Regions from separate parts of the Mus musculus genome. Here region 2 is linked to region 1. The links are chromatin contacts, called in public HiChIP or PLAC-seq maps. All regions are on one chromosome and are shown on one strand. Each heading gives the region's core, a stretch centred on a gene start, on an enhancer-like site or on the middle of the called end of the contact. The rest is flanking DNA. Distances are from core to core; before and after follow the strand shown.

What was found. HiChIP or PLAC-seq counts read pairs in DNA pulled down with a chosen protein or histone mark.
Region 2: a contact with region 1 is called in an HNF4G HiChIP or PLAC-seq map of pancreatic cancer cells. The contact joins two enhancer-like sites. A contact is called at or near these places in 1 of 115 datasets of contacts at active chromatin or transcription factors (pancreatic cancer cells) and 1 of 9 other capture datasets (adipose tissue).

The regions. Positions count from the first base shown.
Region 1 is chr3:95,064,763-95,069,487 of GRCm38.p6, forward strand. It overlaps Pip5k1a (phosphatidylinositol-4-phosphate 5-kinase, type 1 alpha), which reads right to left. Exons shown (of 15, transcript NM_008847.3): 8 at 3,299-3,504; 9 at 2,620-2,703; 10 at 1,050-1,098; 11 at 659-743. Among named protein-coding and RNA genes, the nearest start is that of Gm24920, 24 kb to the right of the region's middle. Within about 2 kb of position 1,994, at least 93 of the 459 cell types and tissues checked have an H3K27ac peak or open chromatin away from gene starts, as enhancers often do. A contact at or near this core is called in adipose tissue and pancreatic cancer cells, where this site is marked.
Region 2 is chr3:95,666,310-95,671,628 of GRCm38.p6, forward strand. No RefSeq gene overlaps it. Among named protein-coding and RNA genes, the nearest start is that of Gm52627, 3.2 kb to the right of the region's middle. Within about 2 kb of position 2,427, at least 258 of the 459 cell types and tissues checked have an H3K27ac peak or open chromatin away from gene starts, as enhancers often do. A contact at or near this core is called in adipose tissue and pancreatic cancer cells, where this site is marked.

The sequences.
Region 1 (4,725 bases), core at 744-3,243:
AGCATGCAGCACTGAAATGTCCACTGCTGCTTCACTTTGAAGACAGCTTTCTGCACCTTGTAGCCTGTCTGCAATGTCTAGGTCTTCTTCACATCACTACGGAACAACTCCTGCCTATGGTGAGAGCACAGGAGCAGCGCCTGGAATCTGCCAGTGTCACTAACAGGAAGTCTGAAAACGGAACACTGCGGCACTTCTGGATCGAGAAAGTTGCAGGAATGACTAAAAAACTCCTTCAACAGTCATCAGCGAGGCTTCAACCACTTGGACTAATCTGAAAACGCCTGACACCTGGACGTGGAAGAAAATTATGGCTAACATCCTTGCCAGTCCTTCCTACATAAAAGTCTACTTCTAGGCATCTGATCCTGCGTCACACATAGTCTACATCCACAACTACACCATTTTTTCCAGTCCCACCAATTTCCCAGAAATAGCCCTCACCTCGACGATACATGTAGGGAGAGCCAGGGGGGAGCAGCAACGCGGAAACACTGGGACAGACAGTGACTGACACAAGGACGAGAAGCAGCGCTCACAGGATGTAGGCAGAGCAGGAGAGGCCTCTGGCCTTGGCAGCTCCCTGACAGAGGTGTCTTGCCCCCCATGTCTTGGGGGAAGGGAGCCACTGGGGGATCATCTGGTAGAAGCCACTTACAGGGAATCTTCTTGAACACTGTGTTGCACATGAAACGCTGGAACCGCTCAGCATAGAAGCCTGGACGATGCACTGACACCGTATCCTGTTGAAGAGGAGACATAGCTACAGGCTTAACAGAGGCCCAGCAAAGATACGGCTACAGGGTTAAATAGAGGCCCAGCAGGAAAGAGGCCATGTCTTTTGAATAGGAGACACAACTACAGAGAAAAAGAGGCCCAGCAGAAGGCTGTGTTGTTAAAAAGCTTGTTCTCTTAGATTGAAACCCTACCAGAGGGGTAAAACCCATAAATGAAAAAAAAAAAAAAAAAAAAAGGAAGAAACTGCTGAGGGGACAAATGGCAAAAAATGGAGAAGTGGGAAGAAGGCCTTCAGCTGACATTACACTCACCCCATCATGGACCAGTGCTTTCCAAGAGTGCTCCAACTTCTTAACAAACCTGCCAAGAAAAATGTGTATCACACACTGGTTTTTTATGTGAAAGACTATAATAATTATTTATTTTAGAGACCTTAAAAAGACCATGATAACAGAAAACCTTCAACAGATAAACACATCCACTGTATATATAGGCTTTCAAGAGAACTGGCAAGGTAGTACTTAGTCCACAGAGACCAATGCTGCTTCTAGCTAAGTCAATGATTCTGCCAGGGGGAAGGGCAGCTTCTAATTCCCTGACGAGTCAGGGAAAACTAGCAAATGTCTGAGGCCCTGGGTTCAACTGCTAGAGAAGGCTGAGTAAGCACAGGGACACACGCCTGTCACCAAGCACACCATGAGCTCCAGCTCTGCCAGAGCTACAATGGGAGACCTTGTCTAAAAAACAAAAACAAAACCAGGACAAACCACAAACCAAGAGAGAAAAGGCAGCTGGAGGAACAGGCGGAAAAAGCTGGGAAAGTATAGCCACACTTGCGTAAGAGGTCTGGTGAGATGGCTCAGTGGGTAAAGGCGCTTGCCACCAAGTCTGATGACCTGAACCAATCCCCACAGCTGTCCTCTGACCTCCACGTGCTGGCTATAGTATAAATGTTCACAAACATATACAATAAGCAAATAAATGTAAAAAAAAGTTTTAGTTAGATAATAATCAGTAAATTAAATATTAAAGATTCGGTCTGCGTCAGTACTGAAAATGTGTTCGGAATAGAACAGAGCCTAGCATTTCCAGCTCCTCCTCCCAGCACGTCACAGCCGCTATCTTCCACAGGCGGTTTTCACATAACACAGATCTCATTTTCCTGTGGAAACGAGAATGTGCCTCTAGCTATCTCCTTATGTGGAGCATGACTCAGCCCAAAGGTTTCTCCCGAAAGTCAAGGCAGAGGGAGTGCTCCACCCTGTGCTCCTGAGGACAGACCAAGCATTCCACAGAGGACACGTCATGCCGAAGAGGAATAAACCCACCTAAAATCCATGGGTCACCAGACCGTGACTCAGGGTTCTTGCATCATGAGGAACTTTATAAAGAAGTACGTGGGGAGCTGGGTGTGGTGGCGCATGCCTTTGATCCCAGCACTTGGGAGGCAGAGGCAGGCGATTTCTGAGTTCAAGGCCAGCCTGGTCTACAGAGTGAGTACCAGGACTGGAGAGGTGGCTCAGCAGTTAAGAGCACTTGCTGCTCTTGAAGAGAGAGGATCTAGGTCAGTTCCCAGCACCCACAGGTAGCTCACAGCCACCTTTACTCCAGTCCTAGGGGATTCAACACCTTTCTCTACACGCCACAAGCACCAGACATTAGAGTGGTACATATATATATATATATACATACATACATACACACACACACACATATATATATATATATATATATATATATATATATATATATATATATATATATAGGCAAAATGCAAAACATATTCCCAAAATGAAAAAAATAAATAAATCAATAAAAGGAAAAGCCGTGAGTGGCTAGCCATGTCCTCTCTGTCCTAATCTGTGACCCACATGCCCTCACCTGTAGGACTGAAGAATATCAATGATGCCAATATAAAGCAGGAGCCTTTCTCCTTTGTTATTCCGGGCAGGGATGCCACCCATGCTGGAGAAGCAAAGGAAAAGAGTTAGAAAAATGTGTTTACTACAGGGAGAGACTTCTAACGTCAGCCGAATCTGGACATGGAGCTAAGAACTAAACAGCTGCCTCATCCCCCAGACTATGCCCCTCTGAGCATGCATAGAACCTCCTGTACTTCTCCCACAGAGCTCCATCAAGACTAAAATCACCACTACACAGCAATTTTGGAGCAGTCCCCCTATAAAAGCAAACATGCTGTTACTTGGGTATCTTAATTTGTCCCCATTAAGACACTTTCCTTGGCAGTCATGTTGTAAGACATCTAAAACATGAAACCATCTGAAACTTTTAGTAACTGTAACCACTGGACAAACCCAAGACAGTGAGAGAGAGGCCTTTGGCAGGAAAGCCTGTGATATGCCGTAATACAACTGAATGAGATGTATAGTGCGCACCTAAGCTTCTAGATCTAAACAACACTCTCAATCTTTTCATCCTAGAGAGCTCTCCCCAGTGCACTACAAACTTGGACACTTTTTTTCCCTCTTCTATTCTTTTAAAGTCAATGGCTCCATGAGCATCAGTGCTGTGAGCAGCTGCTGCTTCCAAGCCCACTCACTGGTCCTCAGTCTCCACAGTGCCGCCCCGTCGAGCCTCGCCCTGGATGGATTCCATAGCTGTGGAATAGAGCGCCTTCTGTGGGGCTGGTCTGCGCGTGTCAGCCGAGTACTGTGTGTCATTGCTCGTGGGCTCCCTCTGTGCATGGTCCATGTTGTGGATGGACATCAACAGGCTGTAGTCCATTATCTTGAAGCTCTGCAGCACCTAATGGGGAGAAAGGACACTGTCAACATTTGGGAGCTGTCAGACTTCTTCAGGTTTTCACTGACTTCATCTCTCTTTTTACTCTGGTAGGTCTTTATTTATAGTCCTTTCCTTACCTTTCTCCCATTTGAATAATAGATGATGATGATAATAATAATAATAATGTCTCACCAAGTTCCCCATGGTATCCTTAAACTTGTGGTTCTTTTGCCTAAGCCTCCAAGTAATTGGAATTATAGGCCCAAGCTACCAGAGTAGGTAATGCGACTTTTTTGTTTGTTTTTTGAGACAGGGTTTCTCTGTATAGCCCTGGCTGTCCTGGAACTCACTTTGTAGACCAGGCTGGCCTCGAACTCAGAAATCCGCCTGCCTCTGCCTCCCGAGTGCTGGGATTAAAGGCATGTGCCACCATGCTCAGTTGCAACTTATTTTTTAGAGTTCATTTTGTCACTTATGAAAAGAACACTAAGGGGCTGGAGCGATGGCTCGGTGGTTAGGAGTAGTGACTGCTATTCAAGAGATCCTGAGTTCAATTCCCAGCAACCATGTGGTGCTTCACAACCATCTGTAATGGGATCTGATGCCCTCTTCTGGTGTGTCTGAAGACAGCTATAGTGTGCTCATATATATTAAATAAATAAATAAATGTTAAAAAAAAAGATAAAAATGAACAGAACACTGTCTTTTTCAAGGTACACGGACTATATACCCAAACTGTGGCAAACATCTGTAACAACAGGTTGGAGATGTAACTCAGACAGTGGAGTGGTTGCCTGGATGGTTGGAAATCCAAGCTCCATTCCCAGCACTACATAAACTGAGCATGGTGACATAAGATGAAGGAAGGAGCAAGAATCAAGGTCATTCTTAGCTACATAGGGAGAAGAGGGATAGCTTCGGTTACCTGAGTCCCAATCTCAAAAGGGGGGGGAAGGGAGTAGACTGTGACAGATCTGGGTCAGAAAAGATGTGTGGTACGACTTTCTATAATCAGTTTCAATTTAGTTCAACACTTACTGAATACAAATGTAAAAATAACTGCAATACAGTACAGTAAAACAGAACAAATATTTATATAAAAGACCATAGAGAAGGCTAAAAAAGATCACTGAAATAGGCTCACAAACAACAAACTAGAAATAAAAAGTAAGACCAGGTAAATAAAGTGAGAAAGGACCATTGCAAAACGCTAGAGAAAGTAACACACATCAGGCTCCATAA
Region 2 (5,319 bases), core at 1,177-3,676, 600 kb after region 1:
GGAGGGGGAGGGGCATCCGCAGGGAGGCTGGTGAGTCAAAGGACACTGAGACTTGAGTGTTTTGTTTCCAAGTGTCACTGCATTGCCCAGGCAAACCTGGGCTCCATTGACTCTTACCTGAGTCAAGGGAGAAGGAGCTGGCTCTGGATCAGTAAGCCTTTTTTTAAATTTATTTATATGAGTACACTACAGCAGTCTTCAGACACACACTAGAAGAGGGCATCAGATCCCATTACAGATGGTTGTGAGCCACTATGTGATTGCTGGGAATCACGACCTCTGGAAGAGCAGACCGTGTTCTTAACCGCTGGGCCATCTCTCCAGCCCCAGTAATTCTTTACTAATGATTTGACACAGGGTAGCCTGGTCAAGGTTACTCTTGAACTTCTGACCTTTCTGCCCTCACCTCTGACATGCTGAAATTAAAGACCTTTGCTACCCCACCAGGCTATACACTAATAGTTCTGGGGTAAAAGAGAAAGAATTTGTGAGGGAGTTGTGTTGTTTTGGCTCTCTTTAAAGTCGTATTGACTGGCTTACAAATCTGTATATAGACCAAACTGGCCTCAAACTTGTAGCCGTCTTTCTTTCCTACCATTGACTCCTGTGAGTTTCTACAAAATAATAATCGTTCCCAACAGCTGGGAAATGTCTTGGAATCCCTTTTACTTATTTTAGTTTTTGAGACAGGCTTCGCTATGAAGCTCTTGTTATGTAACCCAGGCTGGCCTCAGACTCAAAGGGATCTATCTACCTGCCCTGCCTCCTAGGTGTTAGGATTTATGGCATGTGTCACCACACCCTTCTGTCTTTATTTTCGGGACAGGGTCTCAATACATAGCCTTAGTCTGCTTGAAAGTTACTATATAGCCTGACAGTGGTGGCGCACGCCTTTAATCCTGGCACTTGGGAGGCAGAGGCAGGCAGAGTGAGTTCCAGGACAGCCTGGTCTACAGAGTGAGTTCCAGGACAGCCAGGGCTATACAGAGAAACCGTCTCAAAAAAAAAAAAAAAAAAAAAAAGTCACTATATAGACCAGTAGATCATGCTGGTTTTGAACTCCCAGGATCTCTCTCCCAAATGCTGAGATTAAAGGTTCATGGCTTTGTTTATTTTTAAGTACCGGTATGTGAGAGAGAGTGAATGTGGATTGAGTGGGTCGATCCTGAGTGAGGAGCTGGAATCAGGTATTTGTGAGCTGTCTACTTCGCGTACTGGGACACAAACTGGTTTCTGTAAAGAACACCATATGTTTCCTAACTGCTGGGTCCTCACCTACCCAAAAGTCTAGTCTGGAGTTTTACTTTTTCTCCTGGGACCATGACAAATAGTGCTATATATTCTGGCATTTGGCTACACATCAGCTTCGACCTAGCTCCCTGTCAGCTCTATACGTCAGATGGGGAACAACTGACATGACCCCCACGATGTACTGTGGGGGCTGTGATAGTAACATTGATTGACTAGCTGTATTGAGTGCCTTGTCTTACTTGAGACATTCTTGTTCCATGGGCTGAGTCTAGTAAATGCTGGGATTACTGCCACGTCCTTACCTAAGTTTCTGTATGTATAGCCTGTTAGAGTAGAGCTGGATTCTCACAGCTGCTTGGTCCTTCACTGTCCAGACTCTCACAGCCAGGGAAAGCAAGCAGGGTTTTGAGCATAGGACCAAGAGCTCCACTCTGCAAAACAAAATTCAGTAGGAACAACCCCCGAAAGCGACTAAATTCCTGGTGGCTTCTAGTCGTCATTTTGTTCCCGTGGGAGACTCAATTACTGCTCTTCCCATCCTGATTCAGAAAACCAGTTTGCTCTGGCTGCCCAGACTTCCCCCACGGACTGCATTTTTCTTGCCCATGAGCTCATTGTTTTGGCTGCCCTGCCGGTATTAATCACCAAGCCTGTTGGGGAGATCTCAGCTCCTGGTCCCCTGACTGGCTGGGGCAGCATTCCCCATTCAGAATCTCGCCCCAGCCCTCCTGTGCTCACGTGTGTGTGTGTGTGTGTGTGTGTGTGTGTGTGTGTGTGTGTGTGTGTTTATTCAAGTTAGCCTGGGGCAAGGTGTGCTGGGCAAGGGAGCAAGAAAACAGTCCAGGAGAAAGCTTCTAACTGGTTGCAGAAGCTGCGGCTTGGTTGTTTTGTTTTGTTTTTGTTTTTTTCGAGACAGGGTTTCTCTGTGTAGACCAGGCTGGTCTCGAACTCAGAAATCTGCCTGCCTCTGCCTCCCGAGTGCTGGGATTAAAGGCGTGCGCCACCACTGCCTGACTGCAGCTTTTTTTAAAAAAAGAAAAAAACATGGTTTGCTGTGTGTACTGGGTGGGCCTCAAACTTGCAGCAGTCTCCTGCCTTAGCCACCACCGCTTGCTAGGATTATAAGCATGGGCCAATGTGCCTGGAGCAGTCTCTGCCCTAGAAGTATTGATGGGAGGGAGAGCCAGCTGGGCTGCCACAGAGAAGCAGCTGTTAGGTTTGTGCACATTTCCTGAGGATGGTAGTCTTGTTTACTTCCTTTTGACCCAGAGAAGCCCAGGTCTGAGCCCAGACGCAGCCTGCAGGTGACTGCATACAGAGTGGTGTTTCTCCTAGTGTGGAACATTCTGGATTACTTAGTATGAGCTTGCGAGCTCCTCCTGCCCTTCCGCTCCCGTCTCTTCATTCAAAACAAACAAATCACCATAAGCCATGCTAGTAATTTAAACACATGAGAGACAGACACAAAAGGATTGCCTCCAGTTTCAGGCCAGCCTGGGCTACAAAAAGAAAATTCCAAAGAAAATAAGATGAAACAAAATTTAAAACAACGAACAAACACAGAGGCTGTGGGAAGTGACGTGTTCTCATTTCTCAGAAATCCCTCATGAAGCAGTGAAACAGAAACAGGGAAACAACTGTGTTGAAATGAGGGTGTGTGTGTGTGTGTGTGTGTGTGTGTGTGTGTGTGTGTGTCTGTCTCTGTGTGTGATGTGGATTGGTTTGAATTTTGTTTTGTTTTGTCCTGGGCATCCACTTGGGCACACAAAAGACCAACTCTCCCAACAGCTACTCTGAGGAACACCTTGGTAATGCTGAATTCTGGGGAGCCCTTCTTGCTCGCCAGCTTCCCCTCCTCCACATTTGGTGGTTGAAGCCTGGTCTCTCTCTTCCTTTCTGTGTTGTGACCTATACAGAGCAGAAGCTGGCTATGGTGGTGTCAGCTTTCGTGAGAGAAATACGCCACAAGTGCTGGTGCTTGGGAGGCAGAGGCAAGTGGAGCTCTGACTTGGAGGCCAGCCTGGTCTACAGAGTGAGACCCTGCCTTAAAAAAAGAAAAGAATTTGGGCTGGAGTGGGCTCAGTGGTTAAGAGCTCTTCCAAAGGACCTAGATTGAATTCCCAGCACCACATGGCAGCCCACACTGTCTGTAACTCCACAGGTCCATTACCTTTACACAGACATACATGCAGACAAAACACAAGTGCACCTTAAAAATTGGGGTGCAGGGGCTAGAGAGTTGGTTAAGAGTTAAGAATGTTAGATGTTGCCAGGCAGTGGTGGCGCACACCTTTAATCCCAGCACTTAGGAGGCAGAGGCAGGCAGATTTCTGAGTTTGAGGCCAGCCTGGTCTACAGAGTGAGTTCCAGGACAGCCAGGACTTCACAGAGAAACCCTGCCTTGGAAAAACAACAACAACAACAACAACAAAAGATTGTTGCATGTTTTTGCAGAGGACCATAGTTCAGTTCAGAGCACCCATGCAGAGTGGCTTACAACTGGCTGTAGCTCCAGCTTTGGGGACACAAAGCTCTCTTCTGGCCTTTGCAGACACCTGTGTATACACGTGTGCATGAACACATAAACATAAATAATTTTTAAAAAAGAAACTGCTTAGAGAGTTAAAAGAGAATGTATCGATGTCAAGGGAAAGAAAAACTTATGGCATAAGAATTTGACAAAATGGAACAACAATATGAACTAACCAGTACCCGGGAGCTCTTGTCTTTAGCTGCATATGTATCAAAAGATGGCCTAGTCGGCCATCACTGCAAAGAGAGGCCCATTGGACTTGCAAACTTTATATGCCCCAGTACAGGGGAACGCCAGGGCCAAAAAGGGGGAGTGGGTGGGTAGGGGATTGGGGGGGTGGGTATGGGGGACCTTTGGGATAGCATTGAAAATGTAAATGAGGAAAATACCTAATTAAAAAAAAAAAAAGAATTTGACAAAAGGGGTCACTCAGTGGTTAAAAGGGCACTGACTGCTCTTCTGAAGGTCCTGAGTTCAATTCCTTGCAACCACATGGTGGCTCACAGCCATCTGTAATGGGATCGGATGCCCTCTGCTGGTGTGTCTGAAAACAGCTACAGTGATTCATATACATAAATTAATTAATTAATCTTTTTTTTTTTTAAAGAGGACTTTGACAAGGATAGTCACCAGTGGCTGAGCACACCATGCCTTAGTCCAGTGCTGGCGCGGCTCTGAGTTTGAGCATGTCAGGGCTACACAGAGACCCCTGTCCTGGGGAGGGGAAAAAGCTATTTTATAGCTTTTAAAAGAGCACATTGAGATAACTCACAAAGTCAAATTTATTCTGGGAAAAGTTGGACTCCCTAATTTATTTTTTTGTTGTATAGAATAGAGTTTATTCAGGGCATGGGGAGGGGAGTGAAGAGGGTAGTAGAGGCAGAGAAGTAGAGGCCAGTTATGACCACATTGGTGGGGGGGAAGCAAGGGGTCAAAAGGCAAGAGGGAGGCGAGAGTAAGAGTGGATTCCCTGACTCTTACAATAACCTTGAATTCTGATATTTAGCCTGCCCCCATCTCCGAAGCCCTCGAACCACAGGCATGCACCACGAGCAAACACCTGGCTTGCATTATTTATTTAAGTTTTATTTTTTGGTTTTTCGAGACAGGGTTTCTCTGTGTAGCTTTCACTGTCTTGGAACTCTGTAGACCAGGCTGCTCTTGAACTCTCAGAGATCTGCCTGCCTCTGCCTCCTTAGTGCTGGGATTAAAGGCGTGCACCACATGGCTTCATTTTTTAATTCCATTTACTTTGTCTGTATCTATGAGAACACCTGTGTGCCTTCAGGAGACTGCTCTCTCCTACCCTGTGAGATCCAGGAATCAAGTGCCAGTGGTCGTTGCCTGGCAACTAGCACCTTCACTAATCGAACTACCTGGCCAGGAGCAGGGAGTATGGGAGAGGCACAGGTGTGAGGTTGAACGATCACTTGGACGAGTTAGTCCCAGGATCCATGTCAGGGCACTCAGTCTTGGTGCCCAGTGCCTTAATTCAGCTAGCTTGACAGCCTGGCTTGTGTTCTAAAATAGTTAAT